Linked DNA regions of Anser cygnoides: region 1 is linked to region 2. A link is a contact called in public Hi-C data. All regions are on one chromosome and are shown on one strand. The core of a region is the stretch at or near the end of the contact, and the rest is flanking DNA. Distances in the headings are between cores, read along the strand shown.

The links. Hi-C and Micro-C count contacts between places; a contact is called where the count stands out from the background.
Region 1: a Hi-C map of liver shows a contact between it and region 2, with 3 times the contacts expected there. The contact joins the promoter of SCAF11 here to the enhancer-like site in region 2. A contact is called at or near these places in 2 of 7 Hi-C or Micro-C datasets (both in liver).

What each region holds. Positions count from the first base shown.
Region 1 is chr1:33,907,148-33,913,006 of Taihu_goose_T2T_genome, forward strand. It overlaps SCAF11 (SR-related CTD associated factor 11), which reads right to left and starts at 3,150. Exons shown (of 15, transcript XM_048065904.2): 1 at 2,944-3,150. It overlaps LOC106045624 (a long non-coding RNA gene), which reads left to right and starts at 3,464. Exons shown (of 4, transcript XR_001212892.3): 1 at 3,464-4,298; 2 at 4,445-4,570.
Region 2 is chr1:33,810,496-33,816,366 of Taihu_goose_T2T_genome, forward strand. ARID2 (AT-rich interaction domain 2) reads left to right here. Exons shown (of 21, transcript XM_048065822.2): 6 at 1,248-1,315. Among named protein-coding and RNA genes, the nearest start is that of ARID2, 64 kb to the left of the region's middle. Within about 2 kb of position 1,441, at least 2 of the 3 cell types and tissues checked have open chromatin away from gene starts, as enhancers often do. A contact at or near this core is called in liver, where this site is marked.

The DNA.
Region 1 (5,859 bases), core at 1,900-4,399, 98 kb after region 2:
CAGTTAACAACTTTGCCAGCCCAGAAATGACAACTTTCACATTTGGTTAAGTTTAATTAGTTTTCCTTAAGCCTTTTAGTTGGAGAAACAATCAGAAGTGCCATAAAAATAAGCTGTAGTAAAACAGTATGTTTCTACAAGCAACAGGCTTTTAAAACAACAAAATAAAACTGCCAGGGAAAAACTGTTTGTTCAATCTGGTGTGGGCCACTGAAGCACAGATCGTGCGTATTCAGCCTTTGAGAGTCCCTCCAACAGTCGCTCGGCCTTCAGCACACCCTCAAACCTAGACGTAGAGACGTGATGGACAGCTGAGCATTAAAAGACACGCACGCATTCACCTTCCACCAGCTGCAGCCCTTCATGTGTTATTTCATGACTGCACACCGCTAACTTCCTACTCAGGGGAATTGTCCGTGCTCAGGTGGTTCGGGGTACCAGAAGCAAGCAACTCGCAGACCCGGAAAGAGATGTTCACAGCTTTTAGCTTGCAAACAGTACCTATCACCTCAGTTAACAACCTCACAACCTCATTGTTGGCTTAAAAAAGTCACCGCGCTCATATCCTCTCAGATCAAGGTCACTGCCCTTCAGGGTACAGCGGACTAGTACACACATATGAAATAAAACGTGCCTATGCTGCCGAAAAGCCACGAACTAGTTCTTGTTCTGAAGCACTCTACATAGTGCACACATTAGAAGCCTCTGATATCTACGGCTGTAGTGTTAAATTTATACCTTAAACCTAGTTCTATCTCCAAGTTGGCAAAATAGGCAAAAAAAACCAAAAAACAAACAACGTTGAGACTTACAAAACCTACTTTAATCTCAAATGCATTTCAGAATTCATTCATACAAGTTGTCAGCACTGAGGAATCTTCTTGGACATCAGTAGGAACTAGACCGCACGTTTCTGTTACTGTTAACTGGAAGGACATTTCCTACCCCTCAGCTTAGACTGCCGGCGAAAAAGAAAATCGCAGTGCTGAAGCAGTGGACTCAGCAGGCCAGGTTTCAGTAACTCTGGTACTGGCACGACAAGTCAGCCCGTCCAACTTTTTCCAACAGCGTTCTGCCACTCCTCCAATACACAACATTAACTGAAACAAACCACCCTTACGGCAATTACTATATAAAGCAAACTTTAGCTAACCTAAGTTTTTGCACTTTTTATAGTACTCAGGGCAATGGAAAACTGAGAATATTCAGCAAAGAAGCTCTGTAACCGGTAGAAGCAGATGTTTGTAACCAGAGCAGAACCATTACGCATCACGAGCAGAACCATATACAAGTTTTATAAAGCCAGAGGCTAAAACTCATGTATAAAGTGTGACTCAAACTACAGTCAGTCAAGAGCAAAAAGAAGCTCTTTATCACCTGGGTGGTTTAAAAGTGACAGCTGAGTAATTGTAAAACAACAAACTTACATCTCCATGTTGAGTCAAACTCAAGATCCTTCATGTATTGTGCTCGAGCTCTACGAATTAACATTGAAAAAAACTCACCAAATTCGTGGAGAAGCATTCCCCGTCTTAAAGTGATCCGAGCACAAGATAAACTAGTGCCTCCAGTTTTATTTTTATTAGAGAAAGCCTAAAAACATTCTGTTTTAAGACAATTTGGATGAGAGAGAGAGATGATGTTTTTCTGAGGCCACAAAGTTCTTGTCCATTCTGCATAATCAGAAGCAAACTTTAAGTCACGTGGAACATAAAATAAAATTGGTGTATTTCTTATGTGGGCCATCTATCACTCTGGAGGTCAACGCATCAGTAACTGTAAACTACTGAAATAAAACCTGTTGAAGTCTGACATTGTAACTTTTAGTAAAAACCTAAATAGTACCCCGCCCTCCCCCCCCCATTTCTCTTGTCTCCTCTAAGGAAAGCAAACAAAAGTTATTATATTCATTAAAAAAAAAAGAACAAACACTAAAGGAAACATTTGGAAGAAGTTCTTGGGAACTTTTCCAAGCCTTCTCCATATGGCAGAAGAGGATGCTATTTTTTTTTGGTGCATATGCATCTCCAAGTACAGCTTCCCAAAAACGAAAAAAAGAAAGAGACGTGGTTTACCCTATATGATCAACCAACTAACATTGGATTTTAGTCACTGACATTTCATTTAAGAAATCCACTCTTTACGTTAAGAAAGGAAGAAACCACGACAAACTGACTAGAGGCTTCCCCTGTTCTCCCATGCACAAGAAAGTTTGAACACCCAAACTGTAAAATTCTGCGCTAAACTACAACTCACTTAAAGCTCTGACCCAAAGGAGAGTTAAAAGCTCGATGCGTTAACGATGCACAAACACGACACCAGCCACTAGAGTTAGCTTTTTTTCCTGAAAAAAAAGATATGTGAAGCCTCACAAGCGGTTGTCCAACAACAAGGGCATTCCGATCCACCACACGCTTATCGTTTGGGCTGGAGCAGCCACGACAGTTTGTTCACATTTTTATAAAGCGATTCTTTGCCAGCGGCAAACTCAGTCGCTGATACCAGATATCAGTAACGCTTTGGGCTCTCTCCCTGCTACCTCGTTCTTCCCGAAAAGTTGCTCTGCAGGGAATATTACGGGAGGAGAGGGGTTAGCCCCACCAAACCGTGCCGCATTCAGGTGCCAAACGCGTTGTCAGAGCCGGCCACGCTGCGGGCCGGTCCCCCAGCCCCCCGCACGCTCCCCGAGGAGCCCCAGGACGGGCAGCGCTGCGGAGCACAGCGGCGGCGCCCCGGCGGCCTGCCAGCCCCCTGCCAGCCCCCTGCCAGCCCCGCTCGGCGTGGGGCAGCCCGGGACGGGCTCCGGAGCCGCCCCGTTTTGGGAGCCGGCCGGCGGGGGCGGGCAGGCCGGGAGCAGCCGCACCGCCGGGCCCTGAGGGAGGGGAAGGCCCCGCCGGGCCCGGGCCGCCCCCCGGGCGCTCCCCATCCCCGCCGCCGCTTTACCTGGCGCCGTCCCCACCATGGAGCGGAGCCTCCGGTTGTCCCCAACGCCGCCTCCGCCGCCGCCGCTGCTGCTGCTGCCGCCTGGGGGCTTCCTCCAGCGGCTCGCCGCCTGCCTCCGGGGCCGAGCGGCGGAGCGGGCTCAGCGGCCGCCGGGCCACATGTCCGCCGGGACGGGACGGGGCTGCGCGGTACCGGCGGGGCCCGCGGGGGGGCGCTGCGCGGGGAGGGAGGGGAGGAGGCGGCGTGGCGGCCGCCAGCGAGACGCCTCCAAACCGCCCCGCCCGCGGCGGCATTGTGGGAAAGGTCCTCCCGGGGCGGGGGGCGGCACCGGGCGGGGAGGCGGGGCGCGGGCGGGGGCACGTGACCCGCCGCCGGTTGGCGGGGCGGGGCGGTGGGGGGGGGGGAGGCGCGGGGCGGGCTCGGGCGCCCCCTGCTGGCGGCGAGGCGGAGGGGCGCGGCCCGGCCCGGGCGGCGGTGGCGTCATCACAGCGCGACGGGGGGGGGGGGGGGGGGGGGGGGGGGGGGGGTGTGAGGGTCAGCTCCCTCGTTCCTTCACAGCCTTCCCTTCTTCGCTATTTTAATAACCTGAACCCATCTCGGCCCCTCGTTTTAATAAACTCAACCCAAAGCAGCCTCTGTCTGTTCGTTATGCGAGTGTGGTGTGGCCGATGTGGCGCAGCGGGGCGATGAGCACAGCCCTGCGTATGCTGGGGGCGATGGCTATGGCCATGGCCATGGCGATGGCGGGTGAGGGACGAGGGGGCGGTAGGGTGATGGCCGCCCGCCCTACCAGGCTGCCCGGCCAGGAGGCGGTGGCGGGCTGGGGCTTGGTGGAGTGTGGCGGTGTGGCTGTTGGGGCACGGTGGGGCAAGGTGCACGTCGGAGTCTGTCTTGGGAGAGTGGTGGCACCTCGTTATGGAGAATATTAATTTAGGATTAAGTCAGAAGAGCTTGAATTAAGTAAGAGCAGCCCGTGGGGACAGCGCGTGAGGAGAGGCAGAGGAAGAAAGGGAAGGACTGGCTTCATTAGCGGGCTGCAGGGAAATGTAATAATAAGCAGGTCTCTAGCCATAGGTAGGAAAGCACAGACAGAAGAAAGACGACGAAATGTGTAAGGTAAGTCTGACTTTAAGGGTTACTAAGGTTAATGAACTCCATCATCTGAAGAAAGGAATGAGCTGTTTTGAAGGATGAGATTAAAGAAAGCCCTGTTGCAGACTAAGACAGATGACTTTCAGTGATGCATCTTGAGTAGACTGAAATCTTGAATGACCCTCAAACAAGACACTGAAGCAGTTAAGAAGGAGGAATGGTGAGGGAACAACAGCACTGTGTTCGACTATCCGGTCACAGAGGTAAGGTTTTGTTGCAAGGAGGCCGTGGTACACAGAACTGCCGTATGTTTTTACTCACTATTGAGTCTCGTAGTTAGAATGACTCCTAAGTCACTTGAGACTCAGAGATGTAGAGGAAGCCTCGGTATTCGCTGTTTCTGTCACAGGTCGTGAAGACGTTGCTGTCAGCTCCTCTTGCTGCACAGATCACGTTGCGCAGAGGAGCCAGGGAAGCTGATGGGAGGTTTCAGTGACAGAGAGGAATGCAAGGAGAAACACTCATCACGTTTGAGGTGCTGTCTGTACTTTTGTTTGATCCTGTGACCGTGTATCTTACATGGGTAAAAGAGAGGCATCCTTATCCTTTCCAGCACTGACCTTTATACCTACTCATACAGCTTCAAAAGTATGCTGTATTACCAGAGCTCCTTTGGCCCTTTCTCATCCACCTTTGGAGACGAGCACGTGTTGTACACTGTTTACAGTTGAGAGGAAAACCTGGGACTTCACTGCTGTCAGGTTCTGAGCTTTTCTGTGTGCCAACAAAGTTCCTGCCCTCAGAGGTTTCCAGTCCTACCTGGGCTGAAGAGATTTCAATAACGATATGGTAGATCAAGGGGAGGTGGTGGATGAAAAAGCAAGGATGAGGCAGGGCATGGTAGAGTGGAACTCCTGGAGGGCGAAGCGGTAGCTATCCGTGAGTGCAGAAATTAGGATTAGCATAGAGTGCAGAGGGGAAAATGGAAATACTTGTGTTTTGGTGTTGTAAATTTGAATTTTTTTTACTTTGGAGTATCCTTCACCGTTGAAATGATCCTATGCCATTTATTATCTGAAAACCATTGCACGAGGGCAAACAAGGGATGGGCAACACTGACCTTGTGATTATTTCTTTCTCAATGTAATAAACCCAAATGAACATGAAGTGGTATTTTTGTAGTCTCTAAGCTGCCAGTACTACATTGTGTCTCTGAAAGAGATGGAGTGAAAAAAAATTAAATTAGTAAGCTGTTCTTCCTATAGTGACATTTTTGGGATTGATTGATTAAAGCTACCAAAATATTCAATATCCAGGGAACAGAAGAACCATTGATGACATGATGTTTTTGCTCTTTGTTTTCAGATGCTCATTTGAGCAATGAACGATTCGTCTCTTTAGCTCTTGTATTCTGGGCTTTTGAGGAATGTAGGTATATTCAAATGGCATAAAAAAAAGTCTGGAGTAGACTCAGAGCTGATTCAGAACTCATTCAACCTCTTTGCCCCCATTTAGGATCAGTCTTGTATCCATTGCTCCTTTGTTCACTTTGTGCTTCAAGGCCTCTGTAGGTGGACTGTCTCTTCCAAAGCGTCCTCAGGCAAGCTATTTCTCTGGTTTAAAATTTCTGCTTTTGTTAAGCTGCTCATAATCCATAACCTGGATCCTTCCTGTTGCATCAGAAGCCCATAGTTTTAGTCCTGTCCACCGCTGGCACAGGGAACAACAGATTGTTTCCTTCCTCTTTGCAACATATTTTTATCTGGTCTTAACTTTAAAAAAATTATTCCCAGACTTCTTTTTTAGGCTAAACAGCATCGAAAG
Region 2 (5,871 bases), core at 191-2,690:
ACTCGATACCTCTAGAGATTGTCTTCTGGATAAATCCAGAGTGTGTCCCAGCAGCATTAGGAAGACTAATTAAGACAAACTGGGAAAAGAAAAGGGGGATGCTTACGTATTTTTGCAGCATGGATTTTAATTTTTCAATTTGAAATACTTATGTGCTTTTGTGCTATAAAAGGTAAATTGTCAAGTTTGGTGATTAAATGAAATTTGTAATTAGCAAACTAAGTATGAAAATACTGTCATGATAATTTCAGGTGTAAAAAAATGATAGCTGATTAATTTTATTTAAATGTAATGTGTGTTTTAGATTTGGCTTGTCTATAATTAAGGTGTTATCATTGTTAGTAATAATATTTATAATGCAGTGTTTCTAGGTAACAAGAAAAACGTTTTCAGCTCCTCCCCTCCCCACCTGCCCCAAATAGTTTGAGATGACAATTACATTGTATGCAGTAGGACAGTCCCAGGGGTTTGAGGAGTATCTGGTATCTACAATTTGAAATGCTGCATAAGTCTTGGTTTGGTTTCTGTAAGAGCTGAAAGCTGATGTAGTCTTGGAAATCAGATTTTTTGCATTTTGCTCAAAACAATAAAACATTGGGAACCAAAATATTTAAGTATAACTTTACCTGTCATTAGTTCATTACAGAACTACTGCAAGACAAAGCTTAGTTTTAGATAGACTGAATCTTATCCTTGCTGCTTTCAAGCAGTAATGATTAGAAAAGCTTTGGTGGTGGCTCCATCAAAAATCCAAGAACACTCATTACGCTTCCTGTTTAAATATTGACTTTCAGTTGAGTGCTGTCAAACTATCACTGCTACTCTTCTGTTTTTTGGAAAACATTAATGGGACTTTGCTTAACTATTAAGGCAGTGTTTGCACATGGAAACTAGTTGTTGACGTGAGGTTGAAAATTGAGCAGTCATCATGTCTCCTTGAAAAGAGCTCTGGAAAAGTTTCCCATAGTTTTTCATTTCATTTCATTTCATTTATTTATTTATAGGGTTCCCAAAGTAGTCCATTCTTTAGTTCTAGTTGTTCTCTATTAAAACTGTAAAATTCCAGTAGTAGTTAATTACTACAGAAATTTCAGCAATATTATACAATTTAATACAGGATTCTTTTAAGGAGAAGGAGACACTGGAATAGTCTGTAGTGTTGTTGAATCTTTATTTAGTTTGTGGATTAGTAAAAAGACAAAATGTTCAATTTTTTTTTTACTGAATTCTGCTTTTTATGCTTAAAGCTTTAGGATCATTTTCTGCTGTATTTGGAGAAGAATGGAAGGAGAAAACTGATAGAGATTTTGTTAAGGTAATTTAAAAAATAATATTTTGAACTGGATATGGCGGGTATCAAATCCTTTAAAAGGAAGAAAAATGAAGATATACTAGCATGGGTATCTTGAATTACTCAATCTTTTTCCTTTTGTTTAAATATAGTAGGACACTAAATCACAGGTATCATAAAATGTTTGGATAAGCAGGAAGATAAGTATTTAGAAAAGATAGGTGTAGGCAAATGGATAAAGAGATTCCATGTTTCATTTTATAAAGAAAACTAATATGTGAAATGGAAAGGAAAAATTTAGCAAGAGAAAAGAATGGTGATCTTTCAATTAAAAAACAAACAAACAAACAGAAAACAACCACCAACATGCTGGATTATGAAAATCGGGACCATGCCAAAAGAAGCATAGGGCAAATTTCATTAAGTTAGAAATGTTGTGAGTTTGTTTCAGTTAGGTTTTTTTTATTCGCAAGGCTTTTTTATCTTCCCACTAGAGGGCATGATGTACTCTATTAGTAATGAAATGACGTAAAAAATGTAAGAGAAGTTGCTTTGTGTAAATGCTTCCTCCTTACTCTGGATGAGCATTTTGAGGTGAAAGAGAGTCCAAAATGTACTGTTATCTGAAGGAGGTTTCACATTTCAGCATGTTTGCCGTAACATACAGCAACTTCCATAAATAGAATTTCAGGTGAAAATTTATAAGACTGAAATAGAGGAAAGCTAGATTAGAATATATGTTGCTAATTTATGTTTTTTATTAAGTGAAAATGTGAAAAGGTGACCTGATGAGTTTCTTAAAAACCGATAGCCAGTTTTCTGCTCAGTTTCTTAATCTTCTTACACACTGAAATGTCTTTCCAGTGTATAAAGATATATTCGGATATATTATTAATAAGATTGTTATTATAGAGATGAGATTTTTTAGGAGCTCTTTCCATTTGTCTTTTGTTTTCTTTTTTATGTAACTTGATTTTGGGACAAGTTGGGCAATTGCAGTGTTAGTGATAAATGATAAATATTGTTGAAATGTTAATGAATAGATTCCCTAACCATAATTTCCTAAATAAAGTTAACAACAAAAAAAGGTAAGCTCTCATTTTTACTAGTATATGAACTTGTAAACACGGTTCAAGTGTACTGAAGGTAAGCATAAAAAATAATTCTTGATAATATGTTACCTTTTCCAGTGAGGAGTATGTTCAGAGTACTATAGGTTGTGTGTGTGTGGTTTTTTTTTAAGCACTTAACACTTCTGTTTTATCTTCACCCTAAACTGCCACAGACTGTTGCTGATCTAGAGCAGCAACAAGTACCATGTTTAGATCTATAAACATTTAAAATTGCACAGAATTCTAATTCATTATATGTTCATTAATTATATAAATGTAAGTAATTGTGATAGATAAGGACAGATGGTTCTGATAAATGTTTTTAAGCAAGTGTGAAGTAGAACCGCTGTAGCTGCAGTAAGGTTTACTAATAAGAGACTTGGATACTCGCCAAGCTCTATTTTTGAGCCCTACAACACACAGTACCACTCTGTAGTGAAATACCGCCGAAAGCATGTCAGAAACGTAACACCAAAACTAAAAATAACTCTTAATGCCAAGAATCCAGATTTTTCAGAACATCTTACTTAAAGCATTTATTTGACCCCACTACTGGAAGTCATTTATTTTGTATTGCAGCTGTGACTGTATCAAAACAGAGGAAGCATTATGGGAGCTTCCTGACATAGAATGGAGATACTTGGCTGGCAGGGTAGATATGGTTATATCTGTCTTTCAAATCGGGGTTTACAGCTTTAACATTAATAGAATGGCTATTGAGTGTGTTGTGCTCCCTCTCTTCACTGTTCACATTATCTTTTTAAAAATTCTTCTTGGTTTGTTTTTATTTTACTGCCAGTTGTTTGTTCATTTTCCTAAGGTTATCATTCCAGTCTGTTCTTCTGCTATAGTGGCAGCAGATTAGACATTTCTGTAAAGATGAAAACAGAAAAGAACAGAAAAGAGTTTTTAAACAGAAGGAAAAAAGTGCAGAATTATGTATCGAAAGAGATAGTATGGGATAGTATAGTGATGGCATGAACATAGAAATGGTAGAGATTAATAACATACTGGGAAAGAGCAATTTCTTAAATTTACAAATTCTAAGCTAGTAGGAATTGAGTTGGTAGAAATTCTCGAGTTTATAACCATTATCCTCAAACACTAGTTGATTTTTTTTTAATTTGTTGGAGTTTTGGTTGGTTGGTTTGTTTTTGGCAGAGAAGTATTAGAAATCTTGAAGCTGTTTTGAAAATGATTCTCAGAGTTAAATTTAGGATTCATAGAAGAAAAATAAATTTGGGTTCTTGGTAATTAAATGGTGATTTAAGTGTTGGTATGTCAGTTTTATGCAAAAAATACTGAACTCTTCCTAATCTTCATTAGCTGAAAATAGCTTTTCAAATGCAATAGTCAAAATATGATCAATGAGGGATGTTCAGAACATTTGATGTTTCATCTATATACCTATACTTACTGAAACAACTTTTTTTCCAAGCTCCTTCTTCTGCTTACTAAAATACATGAACATAAACTTGGAACTTTTGGATTTTACAGTTAGTTTCTGTATTTCAGTATCTTTATAAATATAACTGGGTTCACTTCAGAATTCTGTATTTATACTAAAAATTGTCTAAGTTTTTATTTAACATTTGCTTAAATTAACTTGATTTAATTTTTGGTCTCTTAGTCATATTAGAATTTTTAAATTACAAATCAAAAAAAATATAGCCATGTGTTTTTTTCATTATTTTTTCTCATTCTTTTACTACATTTTAGCTCACTCTGAGTAGTACAGCATCATTACCATTTCTCCCACCTTTAGCTAAGTCATTACTGTTGGCTATTTGGTATTCAGGCAACTCTTTTAGTTCTCTATTCATGTATCATAAAGAATTTTTCAAGTGTTTCAGTGCCCATAGTTTGATTTTTATATTCTGCTCTCCTCCAGTTTTGACCTAAAATCATTTTACTTTACGTATCCTCTCTTTCTGAAGAACTCTGGTACTACTTATTTCTAATATTACCTTCATTTAGCTGAATTACCTTTCCATTGTCATCTAACTATATATATTACTAGTATATTTTCACTTTGATCCAAAATGTGATGGTTTTTAGTCTGTCTTCTGCATATTTTGTGCGATGGTTAACTACAGTAGATTTCCTTTAGATTTTATCCATCTTTGTTCCTTAGTCAGCATTGATCAGGCATTTTAGGAGCAAGTAGAAAGCTCTGTGTGTTAAACACTTTTATTACTGCTGCTGCTTTCTCTTTTCTAAACATACCTACTTCGCTTTCCAGAATTCATTGTAAGCCACTATCATTTTTTGTAAAGCTTCATAAATGGTTAACAGTATCATGATTTTTTCAAAACAGTCTTCTGGTTTGGTAATGTCATATCCACAAACAGAAGGGCTTAAATCTTTGGGTTTGTCCTTTAACACCACTAATATTCCAGTTGAAGGTGAAGATGAATAGCAGTGTATTTCTTTATTTTATACTAAACTTTGAGAGAATCAGGTTTTATTTCACTGTTTGCTTGTTTGTTTTGCCAATCCTCACCACATTACAAGTTTTCCAATCTTCTTTTGCACTTACCATTATATATAGTGCTGGATGTGTTCTCGCTTTGTACAGTGCTTCCCTTAAAACTGAATCAAATATCTTTACTAATCAGTGAACATGAATGCATACTTAATCTCCGCTCCATTAGCTGTCAAAATCTGAGTATCATTTTAATTGTGCCTGCTGTTTTCCCTTATAGCTATGTTAATTTCTTGCTTTCTCCCTTTCTGAGTTTTCCTGGTCCTGAAAACAGGCTTAAATCTGTATTTACTCAGAACAACAGGATGTCCTTCGTTAAGGTCTTTGACTTCTTGGTGCCTCTTCTGGCTGTGGAATTCCAAAGTCTATGCTTATGCAATTTCCGTGCTTCCTTTATTGCTTTACATAATGCTTTTCTTTCTTTCTTTCTTCCTTTCTTGTGTGTGAAATCAGTTTGTTGTCCAACTCTTTCCTTTGTGTAAGTTTAATATTCATTTACTGTGCATTTATTCTTTGAGTCTGTCTCACATAATGTGTAGGGAGAGATCCTTACAAATTTACATGCCTAAAATACTTTTCAAATGTCACTTTCTTGTCTCTTCGTGATCCGTCAAGCTGTCAAGCTCAGACTTGGCTCCACTTGCACTCATATTTTTCTTGGACAATAAGTAGTCATGATCATTGCTGCAGTACATGATTTGTGAACTTAGACATCCATTGTTTTTTACAGACAGTAATTTTGTCAGTCTGATTTTTGGTGAATTATGTATAATCCTGTGTATCTTCTTCCAGAGGAACTTGTCTATTGACAGTAATCAGATTGTGCACGTGAATCAAGTTCTTTAACCCTCATCCATTATCTCTTATCATCTAGATGTCACATAGTCAAGTGTTACTTGTTTGAGTCCAAGTTTTAGCTTTATGTTCCAATTATCAGTATTATATAATGACCTAAAATATTTATATGGGGATAAATGTTGATA